Linked DNA regions of Mus musculus: region 1 is linked to region 2. A link is a contact called in public Micro-C data. All regions are on one chromosome and are shown on one strand. Each heading gives the region's core, a stretch centred on a gene start, on an enhancer-like site or on the middle of the called end of the contact. The rest is flanking DNA. Distances are from core to core; before and after follow the strand shown.

Region 1 (6,017 bases), core at 2,332-4,831, 1.1 Mb before region 2:
CCCAAAGTAATCATTAAGGTGGCTACAACCAGCAAGCAGCAAGCAGAGTAAGGAAGATGAGTGTGCTGAGTGGCCTCAGGGGAGGGGGCCCTGAGCCGGGGAGCAGCTTCTCAAAGGTGTAAAGGGAAAGAAAACAGATTCTGGCCCCAGAAAGGAACATATGTAAGTACCTCGATATTTAGATTTAGAAACACTTGTGTTTAATACATCTTCTATCAGGCATCCAGAATTATGATAAATTTGTGGTCTAATTTACTGATTTCTTTTTTTTGTAATTCGTTAGCACAGCAAATGAAACAAACAAATGCACATATTTAAAAGAAAGTCTGCTTATAAATCAGCCCAAAAATGTAGTGACAGGAATGGCCTTGATTTACACTTCCGTGGCACGTGTCCTGTAACAACTGATGGACCAGGAAGCGGGGGAGTCTCCTCTGCACCTCAACCAGCCTGTTGTGATGTGACGCGTCACCCTGCCTATAGAAATGCACAGGGGAGAATAGGAAATGTATACAATTTCATATTACACAAATAAAAAATAGTTTTGTCGCCGGGCATAGTGGCGCACGCCTTTGATCCCAGCACTCGGGAGGCAGAGGCAGGCAGATTTCTGAGTTCAAGGCCAGCCTGGTCTACAAAGTGAGTTCCAGGACAGCCAGGGCTACACAGAGAAACCCTGTCTTAAAATAACAAAAAACAAACAAACAAACAAACAAAAAATAGTTTTGTCCTCATGGCCCTTCTAGGAGGGCCTTGGGGACTGTTGGATGTCCCCAGTACGCACCCAGCGGATACCTGGGTACAATAGTGTCTCCTGTCTCCTTTCAAAGAATGGACTGTTTTGCCGTATTCCTATAGCACTTTGACACAATGGTGATAATGCTTCTGACATTCCTAGACCCATCCTTTGCCCTGACTAAGCTTATTCTTTAGCTGAAAAGTAGTAAGCATATAAGCAAAAACAAAACACAGCTTACACGAAGACAAGCACACAAAAGACAAAAGGAGAGGTAGAACGGATGGGGCAAGGAGGATTTTGCAGAGTAAACGAAGAGCTATCTTCTTTGACTCTTCAGGAGTAAAGTTGGAGATAAGGTGAAAGTGGGAAGAAAGGGACTCTGGACAGGGTAAGAGTTTAAGCAAAGAGAAGAGCCACCAAGGTCTAAGCCTAGAAAGCAGATGAGCAAATTAGAGCCAAAGAGAGTGGAGTCCAACAGAAGATTGAACAGCTGGATGGGGCACTGAGTCAGGTAGCTGCAAAGCATTAGGATATTGCAGGACACAGAGGACCCAAGGCTCTGGCCCTCCTCCTTCCTAATGCTTCAGCCCTCTAACACAGTGCCTGGTGGTGTGGTGACCCCCAACTACAAATTTATTTTTGTTGCTACTTCATACTTGTAATTTTGCTACCATTATGAATTGTAATGTAAATATCTGTGTTTTCTGGTAGTCCATAGGGTTCAAGACCCACAGGTTGAGGACCACTGACCTAAGTAAGATCTTGAGCCAGTTGTCAAAGTCACTGGAGACAAGACTATGGCTTCTGCCAATTCTGCCACCTTCTTAAAGGCTGCTCTTCAGTCCAGCCCAGACTCCATCTTTGTAATGACTGTTTAGAAAGGCAGGGGGACTTCGCTAGATACATCTGACCTCAGGTAGAGTGACTGCATGCTAACATCAAGAACAGTCAGTTCTGGAACCAATCAGAGGAATGTAAATTACAGGTTGCTTGATGTAGAAAAAAAAAGTAGCGTGGCACATGTAGGTGTGCAGCCAGAAACACACTGTGTGGATACAACTGTTTGGCAACTTGCTGGACTGTCACTTAAAAGCAGTTAAGTGTATGAATGGGTTTGTGTGGGTAATGACTCTGAAATTAGCTGCTAGCTTTTCCCAATCTTTTCGTGATGCAGGGAAACACACTGAAACTTGGCTTCTTTCTGGAAGCTGCTTGTGAGGCTCCTAGGACCTCAGAATGAACATTTGGTCACCATTATCTCTCGGGTAATCAGTTGCTACAGAATGACGTCATAGTTCTGCTTAGAGAACAAGAGAATATGCTCCACACCTTAATCAAATCATTTGACGATGAGCCTACTTTGATAACATGCATTTAAACATATTGGATAACGGTTAGATACCTAACCCGTAATTTGTCCCACAGCAACTGTCACTCATTAGAAAATTTAAGAGATAAACATGTGCCTAAAGTCTATAGTGTTTCCTGCATAGAATCGACAGATTCTGAAGTGACTACCAATCTGCTTTGCATGGGCCTAGGAGGAGTCAGGAATTTGAACCCAACTAGTACAAGGAACTGCAGGTGCTGGTGGCCCTAATGTTTAAAAAAAAAAGAAAAAAAAAAAAAGGCTGGATCCACGTGGATAAGCTAACTCACATTCTCAGGCCAGCTGTTGCTACTTGGGATCTAGTCAGCCATGGATCCTGAAAAAAAAATTAAGCTTAACCATTGTGAATATACATTAAACTTATGACGGTGTGTGTATGTGTGTGAGTGTGTCCTAAATTCCAAGTCTACATATTTTCGGAGGAATTTAATTCTGACCTCTGAATGAAATTATGAGGCTTCTCCCTCTGCTTGGGGAAAGAGAGAATGGAAGGAGGGACGAGTTACTCTTTTCAGGAAGAAACAGTAATCAAACCTGTTTTCAGCCAACCAAATCTTCCGCAGGATTCTCTGATTTCTTAGAGCTCAAGAGTGTGCTAGAAACCTGTGCTTTCCTCCCGAGACAGATAAGCAAAAAGTTTGCTCTAGCGATGATAAATCTGCACGAGGCGGAGACGGTTTTGGCACACGGTGTACATTAGAAAGATGAGGATGATTAAGTCTCCCCCCTCCCCCCCGAATCTTGCAGCCCGACTGTGTTTTGCTTCCATTTAAGAAGTGTCCTTCAACCGCTGGCGGCTGCGTGCCGAGCCTGCCGCCGGCAACCCGTGTCTTAAAGCAGGGCAACTCGGGTCGTCTGAGTGTCACCCCACACGTGTGACTGGTGTCCGTCGCGGGCGCCCGCTAGGGTGGCAGTCTCCTTCCTCTCCCCCGCCAGCTGCAGCTCCAGGCCCAGACCTAGAAGGGGAAGGAAGCCCTGGCCGCAAGCCGCCGTCTGGGCCGGCACCAAAGCCGCCGCTCCCAGAAACTTTTCGCCCCTAGCTGTGCGCAACTTTCTGCCCCGGGTCCCCGGGCGCGTCACGGTCCCCGGGCTTCCCCTGCCTTCACTCCGGCGCCGCCCAAGGCAGACCAGAGCCGGGCCGAGCAGACCGAGAGTGGGAGAAGCCCGGAGCGGAGGCGCTGCGCCGCAGTCGGAATAAAGTTCGCGCCCGGTGCTCGGCGGCGGCTCGCAGCCTTCCCTCTCCCCTCCCGGCTCCTCGCATTTTTCCCCCTTGTTGACAGCTGGGCGCTGGCCGCCACCTCCACTTCCACGCCCGCACCCCCCGGGGGGCGCCAAAGTTGTTTTTCCATCCACGGAAGAGGGGGTGTGTGTCTAGCGAGGTGGGGGTGGGGGAGGGCTAGACATCCTCCCCGAAGCCCCTAGAAAAGCTTGAGGACAACAACAAAACAGGCGGCGAACACCCTAGTCCGGACAGTTGCGCCGGGAGCAGAAACTTGTGCCGGCGCGGCCACCGGTCCCCCCCGCGCCGCCGCGCGCACCCCGCCTCGCCAGCAGCCCCCCTCCCGGACAGTCCGTTCCCTTTTTTTCTTTTCTCCCTCTGCCCGGGGAGGAGCGGGACAACTCGGAGCGCCGGCTCGAGGGAGCGAGCGCGACCCTGGGCGCGGGTGTAAATCAGTCACCTGAGCGCCGAGGGGCCGCGGCGAGGGCGCGCGCGGGCGGGTGGGGAGTGGCGCGGGCGGCGAGCGCGGCCCGGAGCGGCCGGGCGGGGGAGGGAGCAGGCCGAGCGGCGAGCTGAGGCGGCCGAGGGGCTGGTCCAGGCGCGGCCGCTAAGAGGAGACCAAGAGGCGGGGGCTGCACTTGACAACCAGCATGCCGAGATGGTAAGAAGTTTCCACCTCCTCTCCGCTTGCGTCTGCACTTGGTAGGGACAGACCCGGGCGGGACGCCCCGGGGCCGCGGCGGGCCGCGTTCTCCTCTAGCGCCGCGGCGTGAGGAGGCGGGCAGCCGGCGGCGCTCCCGAAATCCACCCCCCACTCCCCCAACTTGGCCCCAAGTTCTCGAGGCGGCTGCGGGAGGGCGAGCGGGCGGGCAGGCGGACGGGAGCGAGGGCTCCCCGCGCCTTAGGTGAGCGGCGGCCAGTCGGGGACTCTGGGGACCGGGGAGCCCTCGGGGAGGGCGCGGGACACGGGGACCCGGGATGCACGGGGCTGCCGGGACCCGCGGCAACTTTCCCAACTTGCCGGCCTGTTGAGAGCCCTGAGCGGCGGCTGGGCATGGGTGCCGGGGCGCGGCCCGCGGCCCGCGTGGGGACCGCAGCGATGCCCGCGCGGCTGCGGAGGACGCGGACGCGGCCAGTCAAATCCCGCTAGACAGACACGTGTGTGCTTTCCCGAAGTGCGGTTCTGAAGCAGCCGGCCCACTGCGCTTACACGCCGACTGGACGGTGGGATTTGAGACCTGAAAGGGGGGCAGAATTTAAAAACATATATATATATATACAGTAGTGGTGGAGCTCAGGACAAAACTAGACGGAATCTCCCGTGGGATGAGGCGAAGATTAAAACAAAACAAAACTTGTAAGTGCCAAGTGGTGGTGGAAAAGGGATGGCACAGCGCAGGGGGACTCCAGCCCAGTCCCTGGAAGGGACGGCTTCTCTGCAGCGAGGAAGCAGGCAATTAGTTCACCCAGTGATGAGCCTCACTGTCTGCTTTCGGGAAGTCATTTGTTAGAAATGGGGCTTGACCACTCTTTTTTTCTTGGAGTTCCCTACCACCCAGTGTCGCTGTTGTTAGCCCCACTTGGGGGCTCTGATACAAAGTGGGCCCTATGTACATGGGATGTATAAGAAACGGGGTGATAGCAGGTTGACATTTTTTTTTCCTCTTCCCTTCCCCCTGATGTGACATCTCTTGTTTCAGAGATCAAAGTCACAACTGGAATGTAGGAGATGGTACTGTCAAATGCAGACATACACACATACAAAATGCACCCAGGACTGCGGTTACAGTAATGCTGACAGAAATTAAAGAGGTTTTGAAAGCAGCGTGCGATTTATGATGCTTCCCATTTACCCTAGAGTCAAGCTGTTGTAAAACTGATGTACAAAAGACATCATAAAATAATCCTGTGTATCCAGGATTAAAGTGGCAGAAAGTGGCCTGTTTTATTAATTTTTATGTACTTCGTGAACATTTGTAGTTGTTGGATCCTGTGTTAATGGAGGGATCAAAACAAAGTATGAAATATATCTCCTTAGAGCTGGAGAGTTTCTTGTAACGGCATTTTACAGAACATTATTAAAGCCAGTTGCACGCCTTTTCTTCCCCTGGCTAGTATTACTATTTGTCTACAGATCTATTCCCATATACTAATCACTGAGCGGTGGCTGAGTCCATTTGTCTCCCGCTGTTTTGTATTCTGCCTGTTTAGGTGGTTTCATGCCCAGACACACATGCTTTAGGTGGACTTTATTTCTGACACTAAGTATTTCTGCTCGGAAGTTTTCCTCTAGTACCAATCCTTGTCTAAGTTTGAGAGAACTTCCTTTTACTCTTTGGAATCATGCACACGAGAATCCTTTGTGAGCCCTTAAAGGCTCTGTACTTTATATGATATTTGTAGCCGTTTCCTTTAAACTTGTTCAGTTTTAATGAAGTTCTGAGTTGTAGGTACTCTTTCTGTTCCCAGAGAGCAGTGGATTTAAAATCCAGATTGCTAATTACTTTACCAAAGCATAGGAATATCTTCACCTGAGGGAAGGACTAGCAAACCTGAATCTGAACTTTGTATAGAAGATCTTTCTGGAGGCATGTCTGAAATGCCCTGACACCCCCCCCCCCATCCACTGAGAATATTCAGTTGGGTTTGCATGTAAAAACTTTGGGTAA
Region 2 (6,288 bases), core at 2,902-5,401:
GGAGGCAGAGGAAAGAAGGGAAACTCATCAAAGTGCCAGATATGGTGGCATATACCTTTAGTTCCAGAATGTGGATGCAGAGACAGGCGAATTTCTGGGGATCTTTGTGAGCTCTAGACCATCCTGGCCTACCCTGGCTAGAAATACACAGTGAAAACCTGTCAAGGAAGGAAGGAAAGGAAAGAGAAAGAAAGAGAGGGAGGGAGAGAGGGAGGGAGGGAGGGAGGGAAGAAGAAAAGATAAGATAAAGACAAAAAGGATAAGGCTGATGGGTGGCTCAGGTTTTAATCCCAGCACCTGAAAGGCAGAGATGAATGGATCCCCGTGAATTTTAGGCCAACCTAGTCTACACAGTTCGTTCCAGGCCACCCAGAGCTACATAGTGAGACACTGTCTCCAAAGACAAAAAAATAAAAATAAAAATTTAAATGGTACAGTGACAAGAATTAGAAAGAACTAGAAATTTAAAAAAAACCTCATTTGAGTCATGAAAATTAAATTGAGGGGAGCATAAAAGCTAATGGGACAAAGTGCCCAAAGGAGAAATAAAGAACAGGGGAAATGGGTTCTGGAAGGATGGCTCAATGGTTAAGAGCACAGGCTGTTCTTACAAAGGACTCCAGGTCAGGTTCCAGCAAGCACAGCATAGCGCACAACCACCTGACACTCCAGCCTCTGGGCTAAGCCCCAGGGAACATGCACATACTCCACACACATACTCCACACAAATGTACATGCAAACGCAGTTAAAAAGAAAAAATACATCGTGTGACAAAGTATTAAACTTCAAGGTGAAGGAAGCAAAAGGCCTCAAAAGGATGTAACAAATTATGGAAGATGGGTGAAGAATAGCCAAGGGCTGGAGAGACATCTCAGTTAAGAGCATGAAGTTCAGGGATGGCGAGATGGCTCAGCAGATAAGAGCACTGACTGCTCTTCCAAAGGTCCTGAGTTCAAATCCCAGCAACCACATGGTGGCTCACAACCACCCATAATGAGATCTGACTCCCTCTTCTGGAGTGTCTGAGGACAGCTACAGTGTAGTTACATTGAATAAATGAAGTTCTCATTCTCGGATGCAAGTTTGACTTCCAGCATCCATGGCAGTTCACAACTGCCTGTAACTTCAGCTCTAGAGGACCTTACACTCTCACATACACAATAACACAAACATACCCATAACTTTAATGATAACAAATAATTAATAATAATGATAAAACAGGTTTTCTTTTTAAGAATAACCAAGTAGAGGGCTTACAGGACAGCTCATCAGATAAAGGTGATTGCTATGCAAGCCTACTGATGTGTGTTCTAGCCCTAGAACCCAACTCCACAAAGCTGACATCTGATCTACATATGCACTCAGTAGCAGAGGCTTGCTCACCACCATATATGTACATACACTCACACATAATAAGTAAAATTATATTTTTTTAAAAAAAAGAGGAGGCTGGAGAGATGGTTCAGCCATTAAGAGGTACTGGCTGCTTCCAGAGAAACCTGTTTAATTCCCAGCACCCACATGGCAGCTTACAACCATCTAGCTGTAAATCCAGTTCCAGAGATCAAAAGCCCTCTTCTGGCCTATGAGGGTACTGCACTGCATACACATGGTGTACAGACATACATGTAGGCAAAACACTCATGTACACAGAATAAAAATGAATATGAAAGAAAGGAAGAATAATCATTTAGAAATAAAGTGAAAGAAAAAGAGGAAGAAAAAAAAGAAGAGAGAAGAAGAGAAGAGAAGAGAAGAGAAGAGAAGAGAAGAGAAGAAGCAGTTAGGGATAATACAAGTCCCTGAATAGGGAAATATCCAAGTTCTTTTCCCAGAACCATAAAAAAGACAGACAACTCAAGCAAGGTAAAAAATAAATAAATAAATAATTAAATAATTAAACCACACTTGAAGAAAACTTTCCTTAGCTTTGCGAATTGGCTGTATTGTAGTCCATGAGGTTTATCCGAGGCGCAATTATTGCTAATTGAAAACTTTTCCCAATACCCTGCCATGATGACTTGAAATAAAGTCGGCATTGGCAATTTTTGACAGTCTCTACTGAGACTGAATAAAAAGGAAAAAAAAGGAAAAAAAAAAACTTTCCTTAAAGAACAAATTTTACCCCACATTTTGCAAAAGCAAAGTGGGTGCATCACCCCAGCCTTTTCCGACTCATTGGCCATCTTAGCACGAGTTTTCCTACCCTTCAAGCCCTCTTCTGTCCCTTCGCCGCATGCTCACCTCTCAGTCACACAGCTCAGAGAGAAAGGGGCTGGATGAAGAGTCAGGGCCCAGTATGGAACACTTACTATGTGCCACACACGCAACTAACTACGCATGCTTGATCCCACCATCCATCCCTTAATCTCCAGAGACTATTTGCCCATTTCACAGACGGGAAAACTGGGTTTCCCAGAGATTGAATGATTTGTACCAAGATACTCACTACAAGAATTAAAAGTCATACTCACATCTTGATGACTTCTAATGATTCTGTACCAAGAAAACATGCTTATCTGGAACCGCCTATGCCTCTCTGGGCGCACAGCCTAGCTTCTCCTGCCCACCCCCACCCCACCCCCGCCCCTTTAAACTGATGAACACCAACTCACCAACAAGCATCAGGTTTCATCAACTATTTAAGTCAGCCCCTCGACCCTTTCCGCTCTTGTTTAAAGATGAAAGGAATGCAACCTGTGTCACAGCACTTCCACTACCTTCTCAGTTTGGGTGTCTAACCAAATGCTATTTTTTTTTTTCTTTACTCATCGAGAGGAAAGGGCTTGATTCCCTAACACTAAATCCACTTTTTTTTTTTTTTTTTTTTTGTCTATGCAGCTTTGCATTCATTAGTCGTGACACCTGTGTGGGACTATCAGCAGTTACACGGTTCATTTGGCAAGGGGGCACTTCAGAGCTGAGTGCAGCTCAAATAGCAGAACACTTTTGTGCCCATGATTCTTGTTCAGTCTCAACCACCTTTCATCCCATCTCTGAAAAAAGAAGAGAGGTGAAGGAGATGTGTGATTCTGTCCATAAAACACGCCTAAGACAAAGAAACTCAAACAAACAAAAAGTAAACGGAGCCTGAAAGACTAAGCCCACTCTGCTTATTTGACATAAAGAACCTAAGGTCCAGGCGACAGGTGATTTGCCTGTCACAGCTAATAAATGGCTGAGCCAGGATTTACACACAAGCTCCAAGCTAAAACAGCCGCCTTCACTTTCCCTAGAATCCCGCTGCACTGCCTGCATTCCTCTGCCTTTAACTGGAAAGGATTGCATTTCCGGCTCTATCACAGTTTGGTCGTTACTAAGCACTGATAAATACAAATAACAAAACGGTAGTTTCATTTCTCCAATACTAGGAAAAGTATAAAACATCAACGTGCAAAATCTTAGAAGCTGTTTGATATCGTCTCTAAGTTATGTATTTGATTAATATGAATATCGTAAATGATTAAAAAGTCAAAGGGGGGGGGGTGTGTGCTTGTACGCAAAATTCAGCTTTAAACTCACAGCTGACTTTTCTAAGTCCCAAGGTGGGTGGTAGGCAGAAGTTGCATAACTCATTGTTTTGCTTATCAAACGTTTGTAGGGTGCCTAAAGTGTGGTAGGCATTTAAATAAAATGAAGGTAAAACACGAAAAAAAAAAAAGTGATCCTTGGGTACTGATCCCAAAGAGCTCCGAGGACTCTAGTCCCCACCGGTCCTCGGAGTACAGCGAAGATGCTCGGCTTCCTCAAGGTGGGCGGAGAGCCCTGGCCATTGAGCTGGAGGCTGGAGGCTGGAGGCTGAGCTGGAGGCGTGTCAGCACCAGCTAGCAGCCCTCAGCCGGGTCCTCTCTGCAAGCCCAGTCTCCTCTCAGCACCTCCCGGTCCCGGGCGCCAGTCACCATTGCACCCACAGCCCGCAGTTACCTCGGACTCGCGTGGTCCAGCCTGCACACCCACGACCCCCAGGCAGCTTCAGGTCTCGGGGTGAGTGGGAGGTCAGGCAACTCTCAGGAGAAAGAGTGACAACTGGGGAAAGCCGATGGACTCTAGGGCCAGGATGGAGAAAGTCTACGAGGTGAAGTTTACAACGGCCACTTCCGGGGGCCCGGAACACGCGACGAGGCTCTGGGCAGCCGCGACTTTCTCCGCCTCCCTGGCCCCGCCCCGGCAGGCCCGCCCCTCGCCTCCGCGTCCCCAGCGTCCCGCCCGCCGCCCGAGCCCCAGCTCCAGGATACGCGCGTACTCAGAGAACGCGGGCTCGCGCTGGAAGAGAAGCGCCGGCCCGCAACCGCGCGCGCTCCCGCGGCAGGCGGGGTATATTGCGCATGCGCCAGGGGTGGGGTACGCGTGCGCAAAGCACACGGGTGGCTCGGGGCCGCGTTCCACCCCATGCGCGCTCCAGCGCCGGCATGCTGTGCCTTCTCCTTGTTTCAGAACTCCCGCAACCGAGTGGCGTGCACATTTCCAGCCTCGGAAAAGGGCAGCAGCCTGTTCCTGCTCTGTAAACGTCTTCTTAGCTGGCTCTCGGCCCGAGAAACCCGCTAGGACCGCGGCCGATGCCAGGGTCCCCAGGGAGAGTGCCTGGGCTTCGGCACAGGTGGCAGACTCTCAGCGCCCTCCTCCTGCAGTCTCCTCCTCCCATCGATTTCTTTTGTATTTTGGCTTGGGTGGATAGAATGTAGGTCGGTGCTCTGATGCTGCTGAGCGTCTTTGATTACAAATAATGCAGAACCGGATTCATTGGCAAATAAGGCCTTGGAGCCTCGCCTTGAGCTCCATCTCTGCTAGATTTCAGCCCCTCCCCCTCCTCGCCCACAATTTATAAAGAGCTTTGGTTCGCCCTGTAGCCGCTTCAGAGGATTGGAAAAGCAAATCCTCTTTTGTTCCTTGGCTTTTGAAAGCCTATTCCCTAAAGAACAATGCGAAATGGCAGGATTTTGATGAAAGGTTTTTATCCCTGCCGCCACTACCTTCTTTCCACAAGTGTTCATACAAAATGAGCCTTTTATGCTAAACTTGTCCGGGGTTGGTTGTAATCAGCCTGAACCAGGTGTTGGGGTTCTCGCCTGCTCTCGCTCTGGAAAGTTAACAGTCCTAAGAGCAAATAGATTAAAACTTTGGTTCTTGCACTGCTGAGAAACTTTAATTGGTTTGAGGTCAGTTGTTTGGTTTTTAAAAGGTTTTCCTTGCTTCTTAAGGCTTTAGCCAGAAGAGATAACTGCTTCGAAAACAAACTGAAGGAAACAAAAGTAGCCCTCTCTACTTAGGAATCAAATGGAGAATTACAATAAATAAGATTACATTCACCACCACCATGGGTTTCTCTGTGTGGCCTGACAGTCCTGGAAGATGAGAGTTTTTTTTTAAATTGTATACGGCTTAGTTTTGTTATTTGAAAGATTTTTGTTTGGAGGGAAGTGATTTTGTTGTTGTTTTGCTTTCTTGGTTTTGTCTGGGTGGGGTTTTTTAATTCCCTATGTAGCCCAATCAGGCCCCAAATTCTGGATCCCCTGCCATAGCCTCCGGAACACTGGGGTTACAAATCATGGGCCACACACACACATCAGCTCATCGTGTTTTAGGAACATCACAGAAGGGAGTGTTACATTGCAAACATAACTGATCTATTACATTGTACACTTTTTAAAGAAAAGCTGCTTGACATGAATCCTTACAAAGTTCATTTACTCTGTCTTTAGCATGCGTAGAGTACAGCACATGTGCCCAGCATGGAGCTAGGTAATAAAAATACCAGCTATAAAGTACAAATGCCACAGGGATCAGAGAAAAGATCTGCTCGTCAACCTTGAGTACAGGGAAGCGATTTGTGGAGCATGTAAAGTCTAGTGTAAGAAAGTAGAGTAATAGATTCACCAAAGTAACAACGAATTGGGACAGGAAAAAAAAAGCATGAGACTTTTGACAAAATAGAAACTTTGGGTGCAGGGGAGAAAAATATGAAAGATCTGCTAGAGAAATATGCTCAGCTCAGATCACAGAGAGCCTTTCAGGTCATATTAGCAACAAGGCTAATGAAAATTATAGTAATTACACAATAAATCCGATCACCTCGGAGTCCTTAGAGGGTTTCTCTTTTTCCCTGGTGGTTACAGGTTCGTTTTCCTTGGTCCCCTGTTTGGGTAAAGGCTATCTATAGTGAGACGCTCTCTAACCCACTTCTGGTTGTCTTTCCTGGTCACCTCAGCCCCCTCCTTTCTCCCAGCCCATCGGAGAGACAAGTAGATCCAACCCCACCACTCCCTCAAAGAAGCTTACAACCTCAATAA

What was found. A called contact is a pair of places that touch in the nucleus more often than the background predicts.
Region 1: a Micro-C map of embryonic stem cells shows a contact between it and region 2, with 4 times the contacts expected there. The contact joins the promoter of Bnc2 here to the promoter of Ccdc171 in region 2. A contact is called at or near these places in 1 of 39 promoter capture datasets (embryonic stem cells), 2 of 484 Hi-C or Micro-C datasets (both in embryonic stem cells) and 1 of 115 datasets of contacts at active chromatin or transcription factors (embryonic stem cells).

Annotation. Positions count from the first base shown.
Region 1 is chr4:84,672,967-84,678,983 of GRCm38.p6, reverse strand. Bnc2 (basonuclin 2) reads left to right here and starts at 3,581. Exons shown (of 7, transcript NM_001369083.1): 1 at 3,581-4,009. The coding sequence starts at 4,007.
Region 2 is chr4:83,523,408-83,529,695 of GRCm38.p6, reverse strand. It overlaps Ccdc171 (coiled-coil domain containing 171), which reads right to left and starts at 4,151. Exons shown (of 26, transcript NM_001355378.1): 1 at 3,926-4,151. Gm25899 (a small nuclear RNA gene) reads left to right here and starts at 1,928; the gene lies at 1,928-2,068.